2 separate regions of the Arachis hypogaea genome follow, and region 1 is linked to region 2. Evidence: chromatin contacts called from public Hi-C data. All regions are on one chromosome and are shown on one strand. Each heading gives the region's core, a stretch centred on a gene start, on an enhancer-like site or on the middle of the called end of the contact. The rest is flanking DNA. Distances are from core to core; before and after follow the strand shown.

What was found. A called contact is a pair of places that touch in the nucleus more often than the background predicts.
Region 1: a Hi-C map of an unstated tissue shows a contact between it and region 2, with 4 times the contacts expected there. The contact joins the promoter of LOC112779722 here to the enhancer-like site in region 2. A contact is called at or near these places in 2 of 8 Hi-C or Micro-C datasets (leaf and an unstated tissue).

Annotation. Positions count from the first base shown.
Region 1 is chr19:4,681,232-4,685,243 of arahy.Tifrunner.gnm2.J5K5, reverse strand. LOC112779722 (early nodulin-like protein 7) reads left to right here and starts at 1,343. Exons shown (of 2, transcript XM_025824057.3): 1 at 1,343-1,606; 2 at 2,160-2,780. The coding sequence starts at 1,405. The coding sequence ends at 2,566.
Region 2 is chr19:4,638,436-4,642,548 of arahy.Tifrunner.gnm2.J5K5, reverse strand. No RefSeq gene overlaps it. Among protein-coding and RNA genes, the nearest start is that of LOC112777714, 6.6 kb to the left of the region's middle. Within about 2 kb of position 1,853, at least 2 of the 3 cell types and tissues checked have open chromatin away from gene starts, as enhancers often do.

The DNA of each region.
Region 1 (4,012 bases), core at 94-2,593, 43 kb before region 2:
TCCCCGAAATTTATAAACATGCCTCATATTAGTTCCTGAGACCATTTTTAGTATAAAAACGTTAATAGAGCGCTGCTGTAGACTATCACATGTCACGTTAAAACTTGTAAAATGATGCAGGGTTTTGACATTTAAATAGCTCAAAAACGGCATTGTATTACTTATTTTATTAGGTAAAATTTTAATAAATACCATTTACGATGTTGTTTTTAGGTTATTTGAGTGCTAAAACCAAAACGACATCATTTTACAAAGTTTAGTATGGATCCGGTTGTCACAACAATGTTCCGTTAACGTTTGTACGTTGAAAATTGTTTCAAGGACTAACATGAGTTATGTTCACAAAGTTTGGGGACTAAATAGAAGCAATTAAAACTTCATAGACTAAATGGAAACTCCAGGGACTAAATTGAGTATTATCTCTTATTTTAGGCTTAATTTTTGTATCTTTGAATATATAGATAAAGTAATTAAAAAAATAGAACTTTAATTATAATTAAAATATATATTTATTGAGTTTTTTATTTTATTTAAGATTGAGTACGTACTTTTTAAATTAACATGTATTTATTAAATTTCTTTATTTTTTACCTTCATTTTTTTGTATAAAATAATAATTTTTTTATGAAAATAATTTTTTAAATCGACAATCAATTATAAAAATATCGATAATAAAAATTAAAAGAATACATAAAAACTTAAAAATATTGATAATAATTTTTTTGTTCGATTGATATTTTTTGTTGTTATATAGTTTCATAAAAAATATAAAATCACATATGTATAAGAGATACCAAATTTTTTAAAATAGTATAATAAGATAGTAATTTATTCCATATTAATACCGTATAAAAATTAATTGTTAATTTAATAAAAAATTAAATAACTAATGTCGTACCTTTAATAAAAATATAGTTTTGTAATTTTAAACTATTAAAACTATAATTTAAAACTAAACCAACAAAACATTTTTATTATTTTTGATACTTAAAAATGAATTTTCTTTTCACAAACTAATCATATTTTCTAAAATGTATTAAAAATAAAATTATTAAAAAAAATAAAACTAAAACAAAACATATTTTCACACACCAATCAACTCTTAGTGTGAATTTGAATTGGAATTTTCAGTTTTGAATAACAAAAATTTCAGTTAATCCTTTGATCTTAATTGAATGATTGTTGTTGTTGCCACGTTTAGCCACATTCTCGGTCCTCACATACACGTTAAATTTGAAAACTACCTATAATAAGTAATAACCGCTACTATATACGTTTACACTGCAACCCTGTTTGTTATATATTACGAGTACCTTGCATTTTGCATTTTAGTTATCATCATCAGAAATTCAGAACCATTTGTGTTACTAGCATAGTCACCAAAAAACAATTTGTATTACTAACATGGCTTCACAACATTTTGGAGTAGTGTGTAGCTGCATGATTATGACGATGATAATTTTCTTGGGTGCTAGTTCAGCTGTTGAAGGTGCTAGAGATTTCAAAGTTGGTGATCACTTGGGATGGCATGAACCTGGCCCCAATAATATTTCATATTACATTCAATGGGCTCAAATGAACAGATTCCAAATTGGTGACTCTCTCGGTAAGCTTATTTTCTCTTCAATCACCTCTTCATCTTTGTATTATATATATGGTTCATACTCTGTTTTTTTTTTTTTCAATTTTTACTACTAAAATAGAATTGAGATTCATATAAAATGAATTTTAAATCTTATTAGCTATAAGGTCGAGAGTGGTGTAGATCTTTTTATTGTTGATGACAATACTAAAAATAATAACGGGATAGGTTTATTTTTTTTTAGTTATTTTTTTTGCATTGTTCTCTATTGGTTCTAATTTATTGTGTTAAACTCTCTTCTTTACAAAAATTAATAATAGAGAGATGTACTTTATTTAGTTTATAAGATTTTTAGTTTTTACTATTAAAAATGAGATTATGTGTTATTTTTTATATTTTTAATGTATATTCTAGGCCGAATAATTAATTTAATGGTTGATTTAATATACCTAAAAAATTGAATCCAAATTACATGTTTTTTTTCTCTCTCGAGTGTTTCCAGAATAATGTTATTTGCATTAATTATTACTACTAATTGATGATGTTGTTTTCTCCTTAAATTAATTTCATTGTGCAGTATTTGAGTACCAAAATGACTCAGTTCTAGTTGTTGAAAAATGGAAGTACTTCCATTGTGATCCAAATAATCCCATAACATCTTATGATGATGGAAACAGCACAGTGATTCTTGATAGGTCCGGTTTCTTCTACTTCATAAGTGGAACAGAGAATCACTGCCATAATGGGCAAAAACTTATTGTGGAAGTTATATCACCACAACACATGGCAATTTTTCGGCCAGCCGCGTCCCCTGCGCCAACCGAAGACGCTTCCTCATCATCAGAACTAGCTCCTTCACCCTATTATCATCATCATTATCATGGCTCCAATGCTTCTTCATCCACATCACGTTTCATGATGATTGGTTCAGCATTTATGGCTCTTCTTGTCACCTTTGTAGTTGTGCTAGTTTTAGCACCATGAATTATTGTTCTTGTTATTATGTGGTGACAGATTCTTATTAGTTTAGTTGTTAGTTAATTATCATTAGTTGTTTATTTTTATTTTTCATTTTTGTTGATTGCTTATTAGTTTGCTTTTGGAGTTTGTATTGTTTAGAATTTGAACCTTGACTATTGTACTTACTATTATCAGCTAATTTGATTTCATTATTATATTATTATTTTTTTGTTGATTAGTAACTAAAATCTTCTATTCTTCTTTGCTTTACTTTTTTTTTTTTTTCATTGGGTACCCTTATAAACTAGGGTATTGGTACCTTAGCTATATTTATCGTTGTGACTTAAATCATAAGAATTAGTATCATAAAGAACCATTTAAAAGAAAGACTTAGTTAAGAATATGTACTAAAATTATTACTAGTAATAAAATTTTTTAAACTTTATTACTATTACTATTAGAAAATTTTTCTTTATTTGTTTCTCTTTTTGGTTCTGAATTTTTTTTAAATAAATATTTTAAATATTTTTTATTTATCTATATAAATAATTTGGATATAGTTTATATTCTTGTGTAATGAGATAAGTAATAGAATACAAAAACATAAATTGTATCTAAATTAGCTCGGTAAATAAAATGTTTCAAATGTTTATTTAAAAAAAAATAATCCTTGAGTTCTGCGGTGAAACGTTTTTTCCTTTCTTTTTGGGACAAAAGTTCTCTGTATTTACTCTGTTTAAGTAAAATTTTTATAGTAGGATTCATTTCTAATTTTTTGGTAGGATGCGGTCCATTTTTTGGGCCCATCTACCTAAAAATGGGCCCTTGTAAATGTTGTCTTTCAATACCATGGTCCAAAAATGAAAAGGAACATTCCTTTCCAAAAAAAAAAAAAAGAGAAAAGGAACATTCATGTTATATTTTCAGGCATATTTCAGTGACTTACATATGGTCCTTCCCAACATTGTTTGTATTAGGCATAATGTATTCTTCATTATCAATTTTTTATGAAAAATAATGATCAATTTCTTCCACCAAAGGAATTAAAAAAAAAAAAGATGCCTAACATAAAGGAGAAAGAAAGTGAGAAATAGCCTTTTGCTTAGTGCACAACACACTAGGAGAAGTGACAAAGACATTTTATAATTATCATACTAATAAATACTCTAAAAACATTAGTTAACAGATATAACAAACAATAAAAAATTCTCTTAGAAAAAACGGATTTTTTTTAATGTTTTCAATACATTAATATTTAGTGTTATTTTTTAACATTAATATTTATGCATTTGCATAATGTTATAAAAAGAGGAATAAATAGTATTCTCACATAGTCACACATGTTTCAAAACCATGCAAATAATTGTTCTATGATCTGTTAATATCAATAAGTTCTTCCTTTATAGATGAATAATGATATATCATTAATCATATAGCACATGCATATATATTGTCTAATAATTACATGTT
Region 2 (4,113 bases), core at 604-3,103:
AAACTACATATTCTTTTAGAAAAGGTTGAATAGACTTTATTAAAAAATATGGTAATTCCTAAATTTTTTTTTACCAAAATGCATATTTTAGGAATCATTTTGATATATTTTATTTGAAAGTTTTTTTTTTATGATCAGACTTGATCATGTCCTAAATAACCGGATTTCGACTAAAATAAGTGAAGTTGTCTAATACGAATTTCGTTTTATTAATTTTAGTTAACTTAATAGTATTAAAATGCATTTATTTTTTATGCATTGATTTGATTTATGATATTTTTGGAGTGAAATAAATAAATCTAAAAAAAAATAGGAGTTAAATTTTATTAGTATAATAAATAAATTCTTTAGTAAATGTATGTTAAAAAGTTCAGATATTTTTTTTAGGGGGCAAAAGCATTTAATTTTCGGATGAAGCAAATTTTTGGAGATCACGATGTTATTTTATATTTTTAGACAATTATACTTTGTAAGAGTAGAAATCTAACGTTGGTTTATTTGTAAAAAAAAAAAAAAATCAAGAAAACCATATGTACTTTGATGTTCAAAAAAGTAATTACTCACTTTTGTTATTAGTTATAATAAAACATCCACAGCCAATTGGTGTTCCACAAGCATGGGCAAAGACTAATACACCATTTGTCCTTGTCTTCCTCTTAGGTTTATTTTCTTTTTATTTTTTGCATTAATGTTTTAGATAATAATGACTTGTTAGGATGATAATGAAGGAATTAGAATCTTATCCTATATTATGTCCTTTCTTATGAGTAATGAGGAATGAACATATCTTATAATAGGCCATATCTCTACCATAGGTAGCAATAATACTAGGAATGAATTTGATTGTCCAACTAGACCCATTATTATTAGGGTCTTAATTATAGTTTCTTATAAAAGATGAAGAAAATTTCTACCATTTTTCTTGCTTGCCTTGTTTAGTTGTGTCATGTGTGTATTAAGAATTAACTAACAACTCAAAATAAAGCCTAATAATATTCTTAGCTATAGGAATGTAAATGCTCTAGAGAGGCTTAGGAGTTAGGGGTGGAAAAAGGCTAGGTGACCTGTCAGGGGCCTGTAACCTGGTCTGTGTTTCGTCTGACTTGACCTGGTCTATTATAAAATAGGCATAGACTTAGACTGTTATAAAAACTTTATTATGTTAATAGGTCAGGTCCAGTTTCACTAATTAGCCTGATCTAACCTGTCAGGTCTGTCTGAACCTTTTAATATATAATTACATATATAAATAATTTTTTTATTATTAATAAAATTATGAGATATTTTAAATTTATTATATTTAATTATAAATAGTTTTGTATATTTTAAATACTTTAAAGTTTAAAAATTCTTATAAATATTAAATATAATATTTTACATACAAATATGTTTATTAAAAAATATTTTTTTAAAATAATATTTTTATTTTTGTAAAAAAAAATTAGCAGACTTTTTAACAAGCTTCAGGCCAATCCAAAATGAATAACAAATTAAATTTAGTACTTTAAAAAAAATTTATAACAAACTGCAAATCAGACTCAAGTCAATCAATTACATGATAGACCAGACCTATTAAAAATAAAGCCTGTCCTATTTTTACCCTAATTAGGAGTTAGGAGTTAAGACTTAGGAACATAGCTCTTGAAATGTATTATTAGATGTGACACTTCAACATGAATTATTGTTTTGGGATTCTTGTTTATAATGGAAGTTAAAATATCAAATTCACTATTTCAACACAAATTGAAGTATTTTATAATTACTGATTTTTATATTGTTAATTATTCCAAATACGCCACACATATGCATTACCACTTTAGTAAACACTATATATGGTACAATAATATTACAAAATAATGTTTTTTTTTTAATGCTATGATTCAACCACTGACATGAACAGTAGCATTGGCTTGTGGAATGGAAGTCTTATTTAATTGGTATTTTAATTTGGAGAAAAAAAAAAGACAAGTATTAATAATAATAACATTTTATAATGGACCCCGGGAATATAAATAATTAGTAATAGCAAGTTTTCATTATGATTAGCATTTGTCTCACATACACGTAATCATTCTCACGCCTCGAAATTACAAAAGATATAGGACAAATCAAGAAAACTAGGAAGTTGTTTAATTATGACCAAGCAGAAGATGGATATTCTTAATTAAGTTTCTAATAAAATAAAATGGGTCTAAAGAAATCATGGTGGCTAACATAAGATTCCAATTTGGAAAGACGATTTATAAATATATATTTAAAATTACTTATTGAATTTTGAGATACATCTTAATTTTGACGAATTCAATTGATGGGTACCAAATTTTCATGTACAGAAATTATTTTTAATAGGTGATGTTTTATTAGTGTATTATAGTATTGTAGAAATTATTTAACATATTTTCACGTATTAGTCAGAATATTATCACGTATTCAACACGCATAAATGTTACCATGTGAACAACATATCCTTACGTGTTGATTCTCTACCTACAAAATTTATTTAATTGTAATTCTAAATAATTTTATTTTTCACAAAAATACTAATATTTTTTTATATAAAAACAAAAATTAGCCCCACATGTAAGGGTGTTTTTTATTTTAATTTTTTCCCAATTTGTCACTACTCTTACAGTCTGACATGTTTACTTGCAAAAGAAAAATAATTGAGCTGGTTTCTTGAAAAGTCTTTTTAAAAAATAAAAATAAAGAACCCTCCTCATGTTTGGTTTCCAAACTTTCCATTATTGGCATGTCTTGAATATAAAATAGAAAGTAACCAACTAAATTGTCAAAAACAGTTTGAATTTATTTTATTTAGTATTTATTATTTATTAATTATTATAATAATTAATAAATATTAAATAAAATAATTTTTTTTTATCTTTTTAGTATTAACAAAAATGAAAATACATTTAATATATAATTTTTCAAAAAAAATATATAAAATAAATTTACATCATTTTCTATGAAAATATTATATGTATAGTATCAATAGACACTTATTAGCAAGACCATGGTACTCATAAAGAAATAATATTAAAGGTGGTTACTTGAAAAGCCTTATCTTTTTTATTTTATTTTTATTTTTAAGGGGTTGGTTTCCATAATGCATCAAACTAACGTGGACATAATTTAAGAAAAAAAATTAAATGGAAGATTCGATAGCCATAAGGCCTTTAAAAAATGAGAATCCAACACTGTCTTGATCACATGATCATTTAATTTGAGTTAGTAAATGGTTAACTTAGGCAAGGGATTTCGATATTCTAACTGTTTAGATCTTTCATATTTCACGTGGTTGATTATCTTAGATAGGTTTATTATGCACTGAGATACATACTTTTTTTTTTTTTAAATGTAAACTTGATAATTAATGGAATAATCTTTAATACCGTAATTGTTTATTTCTTGCTTATTGACTAATAATTACATCATCATAATAAATTAAAGTAGCATAGAGAAAATTAATTAACGTGACTTTTTTTTTTTTCATTCTTATTCAAGTATTTTAGCACTTGTTATTCTTATTCAAGTCCAATGGATAATCTCACCGAAAATACCCTATGGGAAAAATTATTATTATTATTATTATTAAATTAATCTTAAAAGATTACTCGTTCTTTAAACTTGTCTTTGAAAGATTTTATCAATTAGATTAGTCCTTTAAAAATTATAAATTAATTATTTTTGTCTTTCAATCACTCATCACATATAAATTTTTATCAACAGTTAATGATATAGATATACATAACACCTAGCATATCCAATTAGAGGTTGAACAAATATATTTATGAAAATATATTAATTTAGTATCGTTAGATTATATTAAGATTATGGTTTTTCAATTAAAAAATAGACTAAATTGATAAATTTTTATAAAAATATTTATTTAGCGTCCAATTCGACATGCTAGGTATCATGTATGTTATCAAATAATATTTTATATCATCAATCGTTAACGAAAATATTTAATTGACAGAAGGACAAAAATAATTAATTTATAATTTTTGAAAAACTAATTTAATTGATAAAATTTTTTAAGAATAGCATTGAAAAATAACTCATCTTTCGAAAATTAATTTTACCATTAACTCATAATTACTAAGATTAACA